Linked DNA regions of Gossypium arboreum: region 2 is linked to region 1. The links are chromatin contacts, called in public Hi-C maps. All regions are on one chromosome and are shown on one strand. The core of a region is the stretch at or near the end of the contact, and the rest is flanking DNA. Distances in the headings are between cores, read along the strand shown.

What was found. A called contact is a pair of places that touch in the nucleus more often than the background predicts.
Region 2: a contact with region 1 is called in a Hi-C map of leaf, with 2.3 times the contacts expected there. The contact joins the promoter of LOC108469549 here to the enhancer-like site in region 1. A contact is called at or near these places in 3 of 5 Hi-C or Micro-C datasets (all in leaf).

Annotation. Positions count from the first base shown.
Region 1 is chr8:19,164,929-19,171,947 of ASM2569848v2, forward strand. No RefSeq gene overlaps it. Among protein-coding and RNA genes, the nearest start is that of LOC128279500, 7.2 kb to the right of the region's middle. Within about 2 kb of position 2,568, at least 2 of the 2 cell types and tissues checked have an H3K27ac peak or open chromatin away from gene starts, as enhancers often do. A contact at or near this core is called in leaf, where this site is marked.
Region 2 is chr8:19,258,221-19,265,239 of ASM2569848v2, forward strand. LOC108469549 reads left to right here and starts at 3,677. Exons shown (of 5, transcript XM_017770426.2): 1 at 3,677-4,938; 2 at 5,232-5,429; 3 at 5,512-5,663. The coding sequence starts at 4,117. It overlaps LOC108470321 (rop guanine nucleotide exchange factor 14), which reads left to right. Exons shown (of 8, transcript XM_017771627.2): 3 at 874-1,266; 4 at 1,635-1,789; 5 at 1,877-1,951; 6 at 2,043-2,312; 7 at 2,599-2,943; 8 at 3,067-3,524. The coding sequence ends at 3,408.

The sequences.
Region 1 (7,019 bases), core at 1,318-3,817:
TTTTGATAATTTAAATATAATACTAATATATTGAAGGATTTGTAAAAATATTAAAATTTGATATATTGTAAATTAAACTTTCCACTATTAATTTATTTTTTCTTAACAGTCAATATATTGACCATAGTAATTTTAGATAATATATAAATAATATAAATACAATACAATATATTTTATTATAAAATGTATTATTTATTAAATTTTATATATGAGATATAAATTTTGGGTGAGTGAAATTAAAACCAACTTAAACGTAATCCTGAAAATTTTAATTAAAAAAATCATCTATCTAACTTAAAAACTTGATTTTCAAAATAAATAAAAAATTCCTTCCTTGTTAAATTCAATCAAATCAAACTGATCAGATTCAAGTTTATTACCAAATTAGGTTATACATACAATTATCAACTTCGTATGCAAACTCCCATTATTTTTCTCTTTGTATATAGATACATAAAAGGCAAAGTATAAGATTTTTTGGTAATAAAATTATTGGAATATAAATTACTTGTCACATTCTCGAATGTTATTTTATTTTATTTATTTGGTTAAATGTAAAATTTTACTATTTAATTTATAAAATATAAAATTATCTAAAACACATTTTACTATATTATTTTTATTATATAATTTATTCATTTAATTACTTCAACATTAACTAAGAGATATTAATCTCAAAATTCATGGAGCTATTCCATTGTACTCTAAAACTTTGTATTCTCATTTTTATTACCTAAATCTTACATTTGATACAATGTTAATATAATCCATGAGTTTTTTCTTCAAGTACTAACATTATCCTATTATTTGAATACACTATAATCTTAATTTCTTTTATTTTATTATTAAATATCATTTTTTAAAAATATTTTATATAAATTCATATATATTAAAAAGACTATTTATTTAAATAATTTTACAGTTTTTCCTAAAATTCGACATTTTTCAAATATTCTTTTGATTAAATTAAGTATTTAAGTTTTCTAAAATTTGTAGTTTATTGGAAAATTGACAGCCAATTATTTTTTTCATTAAAATTCCTTTTCAAAATATGATGGAGAATATTAGTTGAAAAAGTTTGATTTTTCAGAAAAGTACAGGTCTATCCAGAATTTTGTTTTACAATTTAAAAAATTAAAAGAATTTAATACAATATTGGAGATGAGGATAAGGTGACATGGTTTGAACCTGTGTCAAACGAATATCTAGAAAACTTTTTAACCATCGCTCTATATAAGGCAAAAAATAATTTTAGTAAAATTTGTAAATGCATACACAAAACAATATTTTCAATATTTTTGAATTTATAATAAATTTTTTATTTACAAAAGATTTTTATAGTTTAAAAAACTTTTGGAAAAATTGAAATTTTGTTAAAAATGATTGAAAATTGAAATTTTGCATTATTATAAATTGATTTCAAAGAATTTTGTGTAGGATTTTTCTTTTGGTAATGTTTTGAAATCTTTATTTTATTATGAGCAGGCATTAATAGGAAGAGCCTATGTAATTTTTATTTCTTGATGTAGATATATGTTATACTTTTATTACTTGTTTATTGTTATCTCATTAGTTTTAACAACATCAACAAACCAAAATTAATGATTTAACTAAAATTTATAAACCAAATATTTTTATAAAGTAAAAAGACTGTATGAAATTAAGCAAATATATTAATTAGAAAAAGTAAGTAACACGTGTCATTATGTTATTGGAAAGAAGAAGAATAAATTGAAGAGCAAAGACACGGATCGCAAAAAACCGAGGTCAATTTATTTTTCAAATTTCCTTTATCTTTACCACACAAATACTCCACGTTGCATCTGTAAACTACTCGCACGTGCTCTTACTGTATCAGTGGCATCACTTTTATCTCGCTCCAATCCAATCTACGCCTCTTTTAACAGCCACTTCGTCACTGTTCTTTTCATTAAAAATTAACTATTTTACCAAATACTATTTAAGTTTTTCTTTTTCAGTCCATTTCCTCAAACAAATAAATATTCTGTTACTTAAAATTTAAAAAAAAGTGAAAAAAGTTGGATAATTTAATTAATCCTCAACACCAGCGGTGCTTAGTAATATCAGTTAATCAGATTCAACTACCAATTTACTTTTAAAATCTTAAGCTTTAAATAATAAATGTAAGTAAATTCCATGTTTAGTAGTGTTATTTAAATTCGAAAACTTTTGAAATAAGGAACTTTAAAAAAATCACATGCTTTGTGCTTTTCAAGTTTGCAGTGGAGACGGTGGACTTTTTTCTCTTGTTTGCTCACAAAACAGGAGTGACTGTGTTGGACACGTGGAGAGAAGGAACTGGTCTGTTGTGATTATAAATAACGGGCAAATAAGGGAAGATCAAGCTCAGCGATAGGGTTATAGAAATAGTAATAGTTATAGATGGTAAGGAGGAGCCCTTTTCCCAAAACCAACCATTTCGGTGAAGGGAAAAGGGGCTGGAGATTGATTCAGTTACCGGCGGTCTCTAATTCGCTTGGTGCAGGTCGGGAACTGATTAGCTGTTCCTTAATATTGGATTGATTTTGATTTTGATTTAAGCCAGATGGCTGGGCGTGATTGGAGGAAGCGCGAATCGGATCCCGCCTTGCATCAACTGAATCGGAGACCGCGGTGAAGGTTGCGTGGATCTTTCCTTTTTGTTCACTTTTAGGCTTATGATTCAGATCTCAGGTTGGGATTTTATTTTCCTTCTTGCTTGTTTTTGGTAGCTTTTTTTAAAAAAAAATTATTATGACTATTGATTTGTTTTATTATTATGGAAACTACAGATTTGCTTCTGAATCATTAGATTTGGGATTTTTTTTTTTGTTTTAAATATATAAATTGTTTTTTTTTTTTGGTTATCTTTCTTTCGACGATTCAAACGTCAAGAAGAAAAGGGATTTACAAAATTGTTAATTGCTCAAACTTCACTTAGTTTAAAAAATTATGGCGTTGTTGTAGTAAAATAAATGCATTACTTCATTGTAAATGTTTTGTTTAAATCTAGGAATTACTATGATAATATACATTGGAATTAGTCAATTCCTATTTCTTGTTAATTAAGAGTAACCTCCTATGAGTTCACTGCAGATTTATTTTAGTAGTTGGTTTGATTTAAGATAACCATTCAATCTAATGTTTGTAATGATTGATTTTGATTGGATAGTAACACCGTAATGTTAGTTGTGCAAGCATTTTTTGTGATATCTTAATCTTATGTGTTGGGTAGTTTTCGTACTTCTCAAATGCTTCGTACAAGAGATACAATTAAATCCCATAACTTTATAAATCGTGTTATTCCACTGTATGAGTAGAATAAAGAAGTTTAGTCCTTGTTTTAACAAGTTCTAATATTTTGTTTATTTGATTATTGGACGTTCTTTCAGCGTAAAGATAGATTCTAAGTTCTATCTTCTTTTTTGTTTCAACTTACGGTATCCTTAGGAGCCTTTTGGGGGGATAAATCTCAGTTGTCAGTGTAAATCTAGATAGTCATTCAGTATTTGATAAATTAGTTTCAACTTTCTAGCCCAAAAGAGATAATTAAGTTTCTTTATTGTGTTTCTTATTAACATATTTAGTCCGTGTAGGGTCTAAACTGATGTCTAGCATCGACTCCTTCCTCGTTTTCAAACATCTGTCTATATTTATTTATTTCTGGATCCTAATTTGCTGCATCTGGTTTGTTGTTTATAATTCATTTAAAGGCTCAGAGGTTCCTTTGTAAGATATTGAGACATCCTGAATTTTGTTTAATTTGCATGCTCACTTTTTAATCAGCATCTGAGATTTGATTGATTGCAGCACTGGACTGCATGTGTGGCTATCCTTCTATTTTTGGTGCTGTTTTGTCCTGTGTTCATAATACCGTTATAATTTTATTGACTTCCGAAGTTGCATTATGGTAGAAATAATTCATTGAGGATTAGCTTTGTCTTTTCTAGTTGAAGTGCTGATTGTGTGATTCCTCATGGCAACAATTTTCTTGTTTGCACTCTTTGTATAGTCTCCACTATGTGAGAACATCTTTGGCAAGAGCATTAATAACCCCAAATCCCTTTTTTCTTGGTTGATCTGTCTTTGATTTTCTTTTTTTGTGCTAGGTTTATATTGTTTGTAAGAACCTTCTCTCTAGACTTATCATCAGGTCTATAGTTCCTACTTGGTTTATACATTGACATATTGTGTTATCTTTTATTTCCCATCTGTTGATATCCACCAGTAGAGTCTTTTGTCAATGAAGTCAATCGATGTCTGAAGGGCAATGCAGTTGCTGCCAAATTTGTCAACTGAACATATCTGTCTCTTTATCTAATCATCATTTTGGTGTCAAATTTTCAAGATAATGTTTGTGTTTTTTTGATGTGTTTCTCCCCAAGTGTGTTTGGTAGAGTGGAAAAGTAGAAGGCTAGAAAGAGGAGGGTTGAAAAGTGAAAAGAAAATATAACTTGTGTCTCTTTGGTAGAAAAGAAAAATGAGAAGAAAGAAAATAGTAAGGATGATATTTTCCATCCTAGAGATTTAAGCAAATCATTTTAAATTGAAAAGTAAAAAACAAAAAAGGAAAGGAGAGAAATGTAAATTAAGTGTGCATATTTATATGATTAAGTATTTCTTTTAATTTTCATTTTCAACTCCATTGATGGAAAGTGATTTTTTTTTTCCAAACAAGCTCACCAGTGGATATATATCTATATATATTCTCTTTCTGTTTTTCTTTTATTTCAATTTTTTTTTCATTTTCTATCAATTGTGGGAAAATAAAAGATGGAAAAAAAATTCGGTTAATCTATTAGATAGAAAAGAAGAAAAAAATATTGAAAGAAAAGGTCAAATGAGTCAAATACGTGGAAAAAAAATTAATTGGTAAAATAGGCTGATTTTTTGGAGGGATAACGTGAAAGCGCATATAGTTGAACGAATTTTTTGATAATTATAAAAAAAATATGTACGATTAGACATTCATTTCCTGACATGTCAACACAGAAGTTTGTCTAGTTAGGTGTGTTTTTACACTAACTATGTACAAAACGTGTTGTCTAGCTGGATGTGCTCTTATACTAACTATGTATACAAAGCTGTGTATCTAGATTTTCTTTTCACTCTCTTCAAAAAAATCTATTTTTCTAAATTGAAAAAGATTTATAAGATCAATTAACTCTTTTGATTTTTTTTTTTGGGCATATTCAACTAATTTAGTTGGACAAAATTTTAGGAAAATAAGAATTAAAAAATTGCAGATTTAACCTTTCTCTACTCTTATCTCTAAATGATTTTTATGCAATAATATGGAAAAAATATCTTTCCTTTTTATCTTCTCACTCAATTCTTTTTCGCATACCAAACACATTAATGTTTTTTCGTTCTTTTTACTTTTTCACTTTTCTTTGATCATTATTCAACTTTTTCAATCAATCAAGCATATCTTTAATTACTAAAAGTCCAAAAGCCTCAGCATTATCCTAACCATAGGTTTCCTGTTCCCCCAAAATTTATGTTAAGTTCTTAAACTGCTAAAGTATGTATTTTGGAAACGATGGTGAGAAGATGCGACACATACGGAATGGCGGAAGGGATATGTAAACTAATGAATCAACAGTGATTTGTTTTCGCCTTCCTTTATCCCTTTTAAGATTTAATTTTTGCATTTTACATTCTTGTTTTGGCCAATGCAAGGGATTTTCACGTTTGAAAGTTTCGTATACTCAAGGCCTGAGCAAAATTGATGCACTTGACTTTATATCAAAGCATCCTAGTATGGCGAGCACAATTTATTTACTGCTCATACTGTGTTGTGAAGGTATCCATCTTAGTTTTTGTTTTGCATGCTTTCCCAAAATTGTTGTTAGCCTGGGGTGGATAAATTACTAAGTTATTAATGTCTTTTTAAAAGCAAGAGGTAGATATTAGTTTTGATTATTAATATTTTCTCTCTTCTTGGAAATAACTATAAAAGTATATTTTAAAAAATTTCACTTTCAAGGATGATAATAAAGGTAATTCGGAATAAGAAGCAGTTTTGCTTTATTTAATTTTTTAATAATTCTTATTTAAAATAGTTGCTCGGAATAACTATTTGTTGAGATTGGATAAATTGTACACTTTGCTATTTGAACTTCGCTTCATGGTTCAAATTAGCATCTAAGAGTTTTTCTTTTTTGTTCCATTAGGTACTTGAACATGGTTTTAAGGTTTAATTTGGTACTTAAAGTTTAAGTACCGATTTGAATCTTGAATCTATTTTAGGTACCTAATTGGACAAAAAAAATCTTAAGTATCCATTTGAACCTTAAAGTCTAATTCAAATATCAAAATAAGAACAGCTATGTTAGAAACATCTATATTTAGAATAAGCTCTTATTTAGAACAAATAACATCTAGTGTAGCTGTTATTTGAGAACAATTCTTATTGAGAATAATTAATGTTCGAAATAGTTGATTTTAACATCAAGGCATGAATTTTCTACCTCATATAACAACATAGAGCTTTAATCACTTACTCTTTTGAGCCGTTAGTCTTGATTTTTGTATTAGAAATGTTAAATGGAGAAAAATCTCCTACTTTGCTTCAAGTAAAAGCTTTGCAATTGCTATTTAACATGATTGTTTGATTCAACCTAGATTGGTAGGATTAAAAATTAGTGAAGATATCAGTTCAAAAAAAAGAATCAGATCGATTGACTGATTGACCCACGAATTGATTTTTTATTTTTAATATATTTTTATTATTTATAAATTGTTAATTATTTATTTAATTAAATCAGTCGGATCAGTTAACTAATTACTTGATCGATTCAATCGTAAATTCGATTTTGAAAACCAAGCTATTTAGAACGAGTCTGATTCTGAAAACCAAGCCGGAAGTGAGTGGTGTTTTGCTTTTGGTTGTTTAGGTTTGGGAGATGCTATAGTACGTTTGAACTTTGTGACTTTTGGTGCTCTTCATTTGTCCTGATTTATTATTTTTAACTTTTGTTGTTTAATTATATTATTTTATTTATATAAAAAATAGT
Region 2 (7,019 bases), core at 2,427-4,926, 94 kb after region 1:
AGAGAATAGATGGGTAGTTAAAGTTATGCACACTGTAAAACCAGTTATTTATGCATGTTATTCGAATAAGTCATCTAGTCTAATTATCTTATATATGCTAAACTTGGCCCCTTGCACTGCCATTTGCATGTGCATCTGCATGTGCTACCATCTGACTTTTCTATAATGAAGACAAATCTGACGGACTCATTTATTCCAAATGCAGAAGGTCCATATGTACCCAGGGAAATCTGGTTTTAATATGTTGTCTAGTTAAATTTGATTGGAGATGACATTTAATCAATCTGTATCTGATTCACTATTAGATAAGTGACGGTACAGAAATTACAAGTGTGGGAAGTAAACTTCATTCACTATTCCTTGCAAGGATCATTGGTGTAGAAAATTCCCTTTGACTGTTTGCCGTGATTGCTGGAGTCTTTGCAGTTCTAGTGACTGAATGTTCCATAAGATCTCAGAGGAATGTATCCAGAAAATTGTCCCCTTCCCCTCCCCCAATTAATGAATGAAATTGCATGATTTAAACGGACTGTTAAGTTAGTTTCTCTCCTGATATTTGTTTGCTCAAATTGCACCTTCTCTTGAAACTAATAAAGTAAGACGTGTCCTTTTCTGAGCAGTTCTTTAGTGTTTATGCCATAAAATGATTACATTTAATTACAACTCGAATGTCAAATAATACTTCATGAAGAGGCTTATATTTCTGCAGTTAATGTTTATGCCGGAAGCTTGAGCTTCTTTTAGTTTGCTTTGTACCTGCCAAAAGCTGATGACCAAATGTAAACCATTTGGCTAAGGTGTCAAGCTGATTATGCTTCTATTTGTTGTCATATGTTCCCTCCTGATTCCATTAATTGGATATTTAATTTTCAGAATTTTCTGGTATAATGACGTATAATGGTCTTGAGAGCTGCATTATCAACAATCAGTCTTATGAGAATGAAAGCAGAACAAGCAGAGGAGATGGATGTGCATCTGATTCCTTGGATGATGATTTCTCCAGCTGTTCTTCTAGCAAAGATGCTTTTGGATCATTTTCTTCCAAGTGGATGAAGAGAGATGAACAGGGTTCAGATGAATGGGAGCTCTCTGAAAGCCCCAAGCATTTTTATGTCAAAGAGAAGCCTGCTTATTCCTTTGAATCTTCAGACGTTGAGACAATGAAAGAAAATTTTGCTAAGCTTCTACTGGGGGAAGATATTACCGGTGGACGGAAGGGTGTCTCCACAGCTTTAGCTTTGTCAAATGCCATCACAAATCTTGCAGGTGAGTTTGTTTCAAGATCCTTATGTGTGTGTATGGCTTGCTTATTCGGGATTCTCCTGTCGCAACTGTTGCACAACATTCTACTGTTAAAATGGTTTGCAAGATAAACATGTATAATCAGAAACTTTTATTCTGGATTAGAACTTGGTAAAACATGTTTAAATAAGAAAATCATAGCATTTCATGTTGTACTTTATTCATTCTGTCTTCCATCAATGGGAAGCATGCATCATGAGGAAGAGCCACAACTTGCAAAGCACAAAAAAAGCATGTACATTTCACGAAGTTCATTGTGTTCTCATGATATCATAGGATTGTCTTCTTTCATTAGTCTTCAACTTATAATTTATGCAAATTTGAATGTGCAGCATCAATTTTTGGGGAGTTGTGGAAATTGGAGCCACTAGCTGAAGAAAGGAAAAATAAATGGCGAAGAGAAATGGACTGGTTACTCTCTCCTACCAACTATATGGTGGAGTTAGTGCCTGCTAAGCAAAATGGTGCAAATGGCAGGACTATGGAGGTACTCTTGCGGTTGTTGGGTCCCTATTAAATTAACAATGACCATTTTGCAATGTCATGAGATTTATGTCAATTCTATTTTGGGCAGATAATGACACCAAAAGCCCGTGCGGACATTCACATGAATCTCCCAGCACTTCAGAAGTTGGACTCTATGCTTATTGTAGGCAATCTCTTTACTCTTCCTAATAACTTGTATACTCTAATGAACACATCGCCCACATTTACCATATTAAATTTTGTAAAATTGTCAGGAAACTCTGGAGTCAATGGTGAATGCTCAGTTTTATTATGCAGAAGTTGGAAGCCGGGCAGAAGGAAGAAACAAGAGTGCTAGGGAGAGCAAGAGGTGGTGGCTTCCATTGCCACAAGTACCAAAAACTGGGCTCTCAGATACCGAAAGGCAGAAGTTGCAATGTAAAGGCAAGGTGGTATATCAAGTATTCAAGGCTGCAGCATCGATTAATGAAAATGTTTTGCTTGAAATACCTCTTCCATCCATTATTAGGGATGCTCTTCCCAAGGTGAGCAAGCTCACTGCCTCCAGGGCATTGGACTTTAAATATTGGACCCTTTAATAGTTTTTATGATGATATGTATTTTAGTACTAAAATGTTACTCTACATGTTTAAAAAGGAAATATAGAAATGGAATCTGGATATTTTAGTTGGAACCAGCTGACGTTAATCTACTTTAAAATCTTATAGTATCTGATAAATTTGAATGATGAGAGTAAATTCCGGGTTAAAGTTTTACAAGATGTTTGTATTGCATTTATGGCAACTCAAATCTCTTTCCTTATGTTTACAGTCTGGGAAGGCAAGCCTTGGTGACGACCTGTACAAGGTTTTGACTCTGGAGTCCAGCTCGGTTGATGAAATGTTCATTTCGCTAAATTTAAAGTCTGAAAACAATGCTCTCGAGGTCATTAATAGGTTGGAAGCTGCTGTATTTGCATGGAAAGGGCGACTTACAGAACAAGCTAGTGGTAAATCGCCAGTGCGAAAATCATGGTCCTTTATTAATCCTACATCTGAAATGGATAAGATGGAGCTACTAGTGGACCGTGCTGAAGCACTTTTACGTCAGATAAAGAGTGCATACCCAAACCTTCCTCAAACATTTCTTGATGCTTCAAAAATTCAATATGGCAAGGTAAGTAGTTGGTGTTTAAAGTGAAGCTTATTTTATTCTGCATTGTATCTTTCACTATTGAATCAATATTATATTGTAGTATATTAATAATTGCGATGAATTACACTTTGAATTGGTGCACAGGATGTTGGACATTCCATTCTGGAAGCATATTCACGAGTCCTAAAGAACTTGGCTTTCAGCATAATGTGCAGGATGGGAGAAATTCTACAGGAAGATAGTTTGTGTAACCCAAATTCAGGGGTGGCAACATGGTGCTTTCCTGGAATAAATGTGGGAAATCCAAGGCACTCTCACTCACTCAGTGATGTTATGAACAAAGTAGAGGGGAAGTACTGCGAATCCGACACGGACGTGGAGTTGTACAGTGATGCAAGTATAAATGCAACACCAAGTACAAGTAGGAGCCGTCGAGTTTGGTGTATTGGGAAAGAGGCATGTTATAGTATAGGAGTGTCTCCTTGATAATAAAAAAAAATAAACAAGATGATGGAAGTTTGATTTTCAACACTGCTTTTGTATATCATTATTAAGCTTAATTAATTAATAATATCCATAAAAGAATCATATACTTGATAGTATCACCGGTAACTTACATATGGATTCCAAATGTGTCTACTGTTTATATCAACTTATTGGGTCTGTTTAGGCCTAATTAATTCAATATTGGATGGATTGGGCCCGTTTTATATTTTTAATATGGTAATGATTGAAATTTCACCAGTATTGGTCCTAGAAAGAGTAAGTGAACCGCACCTGGTGTGGAGCAGTTGTATTGTTGGTACACTAAAGTCATCCGTGGTCTGAGGCTGTTGCTTGTGGATCCGCAATCCACATGCGCCTGTGCAAAGCAGAGCAGAGATGGGATTTAAAATTAATAATAAAAAGAAAAAGGGAATAAAAACGAAAATAAGCCCCAAGAAGAGGCAGAGGAGGCGGCATTAATCAAAAAAGGCATTGTCACCTCAAAGAAACACTGTTTTCAAGACGTAACCATCGTTGAGATCTGAAGACATGAGTTAGTAATACATCACTTTTAATCACTCCGCCCCCTAAATAATAAGGTTGGAGTGCCTTCCAAGCACAACTTCCAAATGCCAATTACGTCATCGGCGCTGGTTTTCCCTTTTTTTCTTGTTGGGTTTAGGGTGAAACTTAAGTGAAACCACTCAGATGGGATCTGGTGGGAGCAAGGGTTGTTGTAGAGTAGGAGTAGGCGGAAGAGACACTGCACCTGCTGCTTCGTCGTCTAACAGCGGTTGGCGGAGGGGAAGATCCAAGGGTAAGAATAGAGTTTTCCGGTCCTCTTGTCTGGGAGCGTTATCTAGATCTGCTTCTCCTAAACCCCACTTTGATCACCGGAAACAACCTGCGTCGGAATCGGATCTGGTGAAAAGAGAAAGTAACAGAAAGGTTGAAGGCGAAGCGGCATCTAATGATGAAATGCAATTGCCATTGCCAACCCCATGCATATCTTCCGGTGGTAGCACCTCTGGTGCAGCTGTGACAGCTGCTCGTCGCTCTCCTTCTCGCTGCCTCTCCGGCATTAGCTTCCTTCCTGGTAATTTGAGCTTCCGGTTCAGCAGAGCTAATAGTATGCGGTCCTCCGCGGAGATGTTGAACCCTGATGACGATTCTGAGACACTTGAACCTCAACAACCTCCCCGCAATTCTTGTTCTCCGATTATCTTCAATGATTCAGATGGAAGTGGAGAGACTCTCGAAAGCAACGCTCGTTTTAGCAGAGCCTTAAGTGTTGGAAGGCTTCGTGATCGTGTTCTTGGTAGAGCTCCCACATTCTGCCCTTTGCAGCAGGACATACAAATTACTCAGCAGCAATTAGCTACCTCTCCATCCACCACTGCTTCCACTCATGATTCCTCCGTTATTTCCCACGATGAAATTGAAACTTCTCGATCCAGAGAAGCCCGGTATCATGATTTGCTCCACCATAGATCCAATTTCCTTGAAAGGCGGAGAAGAATACGATCTCAGGTTTATAATCTTGTTGCACCCATCGCCTTATTCTCCACGCTTATTAATTTAATTTAATGACTGGTGGTTACTGAACAACGTTGATAGTAACTCTACTTTTTTCATTAACAATTAGAATCAGAACAAATATTTAGGTTTAGGACTGTTCTAATGCTTTATTTCTATATTTATGTCTGCTTCTTCTTTAGGTTTGGCCTGCATGTATTACTTTCTGCTATAGGTTCTTTGAAAGTTATCCATCTGAGCAAATGAGGTTATTGTCTGTTTAGTTACTGACCTATGAGTTGCTCCAGGTTCGAGCTCTTCAACGGCTAGGAAGCCGTTTTGAGAACTTTTCAGGGCATGAAAGATCCTGCATTTTATCTGGCCAACATAGAAGTGGTCGATGCACATGTCGTGTAAATAATCGAGATTCTAGTTCAAATGATGACACCACTGGTGCTAGGTCTAGTGTATCCAGAATCGTTATGTTAGCTGAGGCTTTATTTGAGGTGATTTTTATTTGTTGTTATTATTTCCTTCTCTGGGTGATTGTCCTTTCTCTTGGAGTAACATTTTACATGTTTGAACTAGGTCCTGGATGAAATTCACCAGCAGTCTATGGTTTTATCTTCGCGACCGTCCGTGTCTCCAATCGGTTCTTTTCCTGCACCTAACGAAGTTGTGGAATCACTTCCTGTGAAAGTGTACAAGTCACCTAAACTTAAGAATGATGAGGCTGTGCAGTAAGTATTTACTTTCCTCTGCTATCCATTAGATGCTAAACCGTTAACTAAGCTGTATTTTCCATTTGATTAACTTTTTTGGCATTACCTTTGACAAATTATTAGTTTTCAAGTGTTCCTGTTATCTGAGTGAATCTAAAATCATGTCGGGGAGATATTATATATTCAGGAAAAGTTAATCAAACACTACATACCAATTAGCTCAGGCTAGTTCAGGTAGAGTATTTAATTGATCTCTTTAAATTTTCATCTATAATATTAGATATCTTGCTTCTACTAAAATAGTGCTCTAGGAGTAAGATAGGTATTGCTGTTAAAAAATGTGTTTTATCAATTTGTATGAAAATTATTGACTACATGCCAGCACTAGGTGTGAACATGGATGGGAAAAAGTTGTGAGCATAATGTGCCAAAGTAACATTCAAGCCCGATATTTAGATTTGACTGAAAAATGCAGAGTATGCTGGAGATAAATTATGTCTGAGGTATAACTATATTAAACATGACCATAATGGATCAGCAAGGAATGTATATTGGTTAGCATCTTAGATCTGACTAAGTTTGAAACACGCATAAGGTCAGATGAAACATAATCTCTTGTACAGAGAAGTAGTACAATGGTGAACCTTGTAGATCTTTGAAAAGATAATGGGATAGTTTAACTTGTACCTTTACTACAAATTAAGATAATGAGAGTATGTGACCATGTAAGTGATATGCTAACTGAAATGTTCCCTGTTTGGGATAATTTAGGGCAATGGCTCAAAATCAATATTCGACCAGCTAAATTAAATATAGTAAGCCCTGAAAGAATGGTTGCTAATTCCTTATGATGGAGGCAATAAATACATCTCTCTTTGGATGCTAAGTTATTAAGCATGCTTCAAGTTATATTCTCAAATAGGTTCAGATTACTTGGTTTCTAGAACTCTTAATGAGCTTGCTTGAACAGGGTCTAAGTTTTTAAGCCCACTTCCTAGTTATATTCACAAATAGATCCGTGTAATGACTATGAGGGAAGGGAAGTCTGTTTCTTTTTTCTTCAAAACACTTGCTACCTAACCATGGGGTGAAGTGTCACTTTTTCCAATGTGTTTAAGCCGTTCATGCATGCCCTCCCTTGCGCTCAAGCAATGCTTGACTGGGAAGGTGGAATACATAGTATCATTTGAGATGAGTTCAATACACAATTTTCCAGCATATATGATGAGACACCAATTTGACTTTAATAGACTAGGTTTTAGTAGCTGTGTAAACGTGGTCTTGGATTATTTTAAGTGCGAAAATTTACTTGGCATAATATGTATAAAATATAAATAACATGGATAAAAGCATCTTGAATAAAAGCATCGAGAT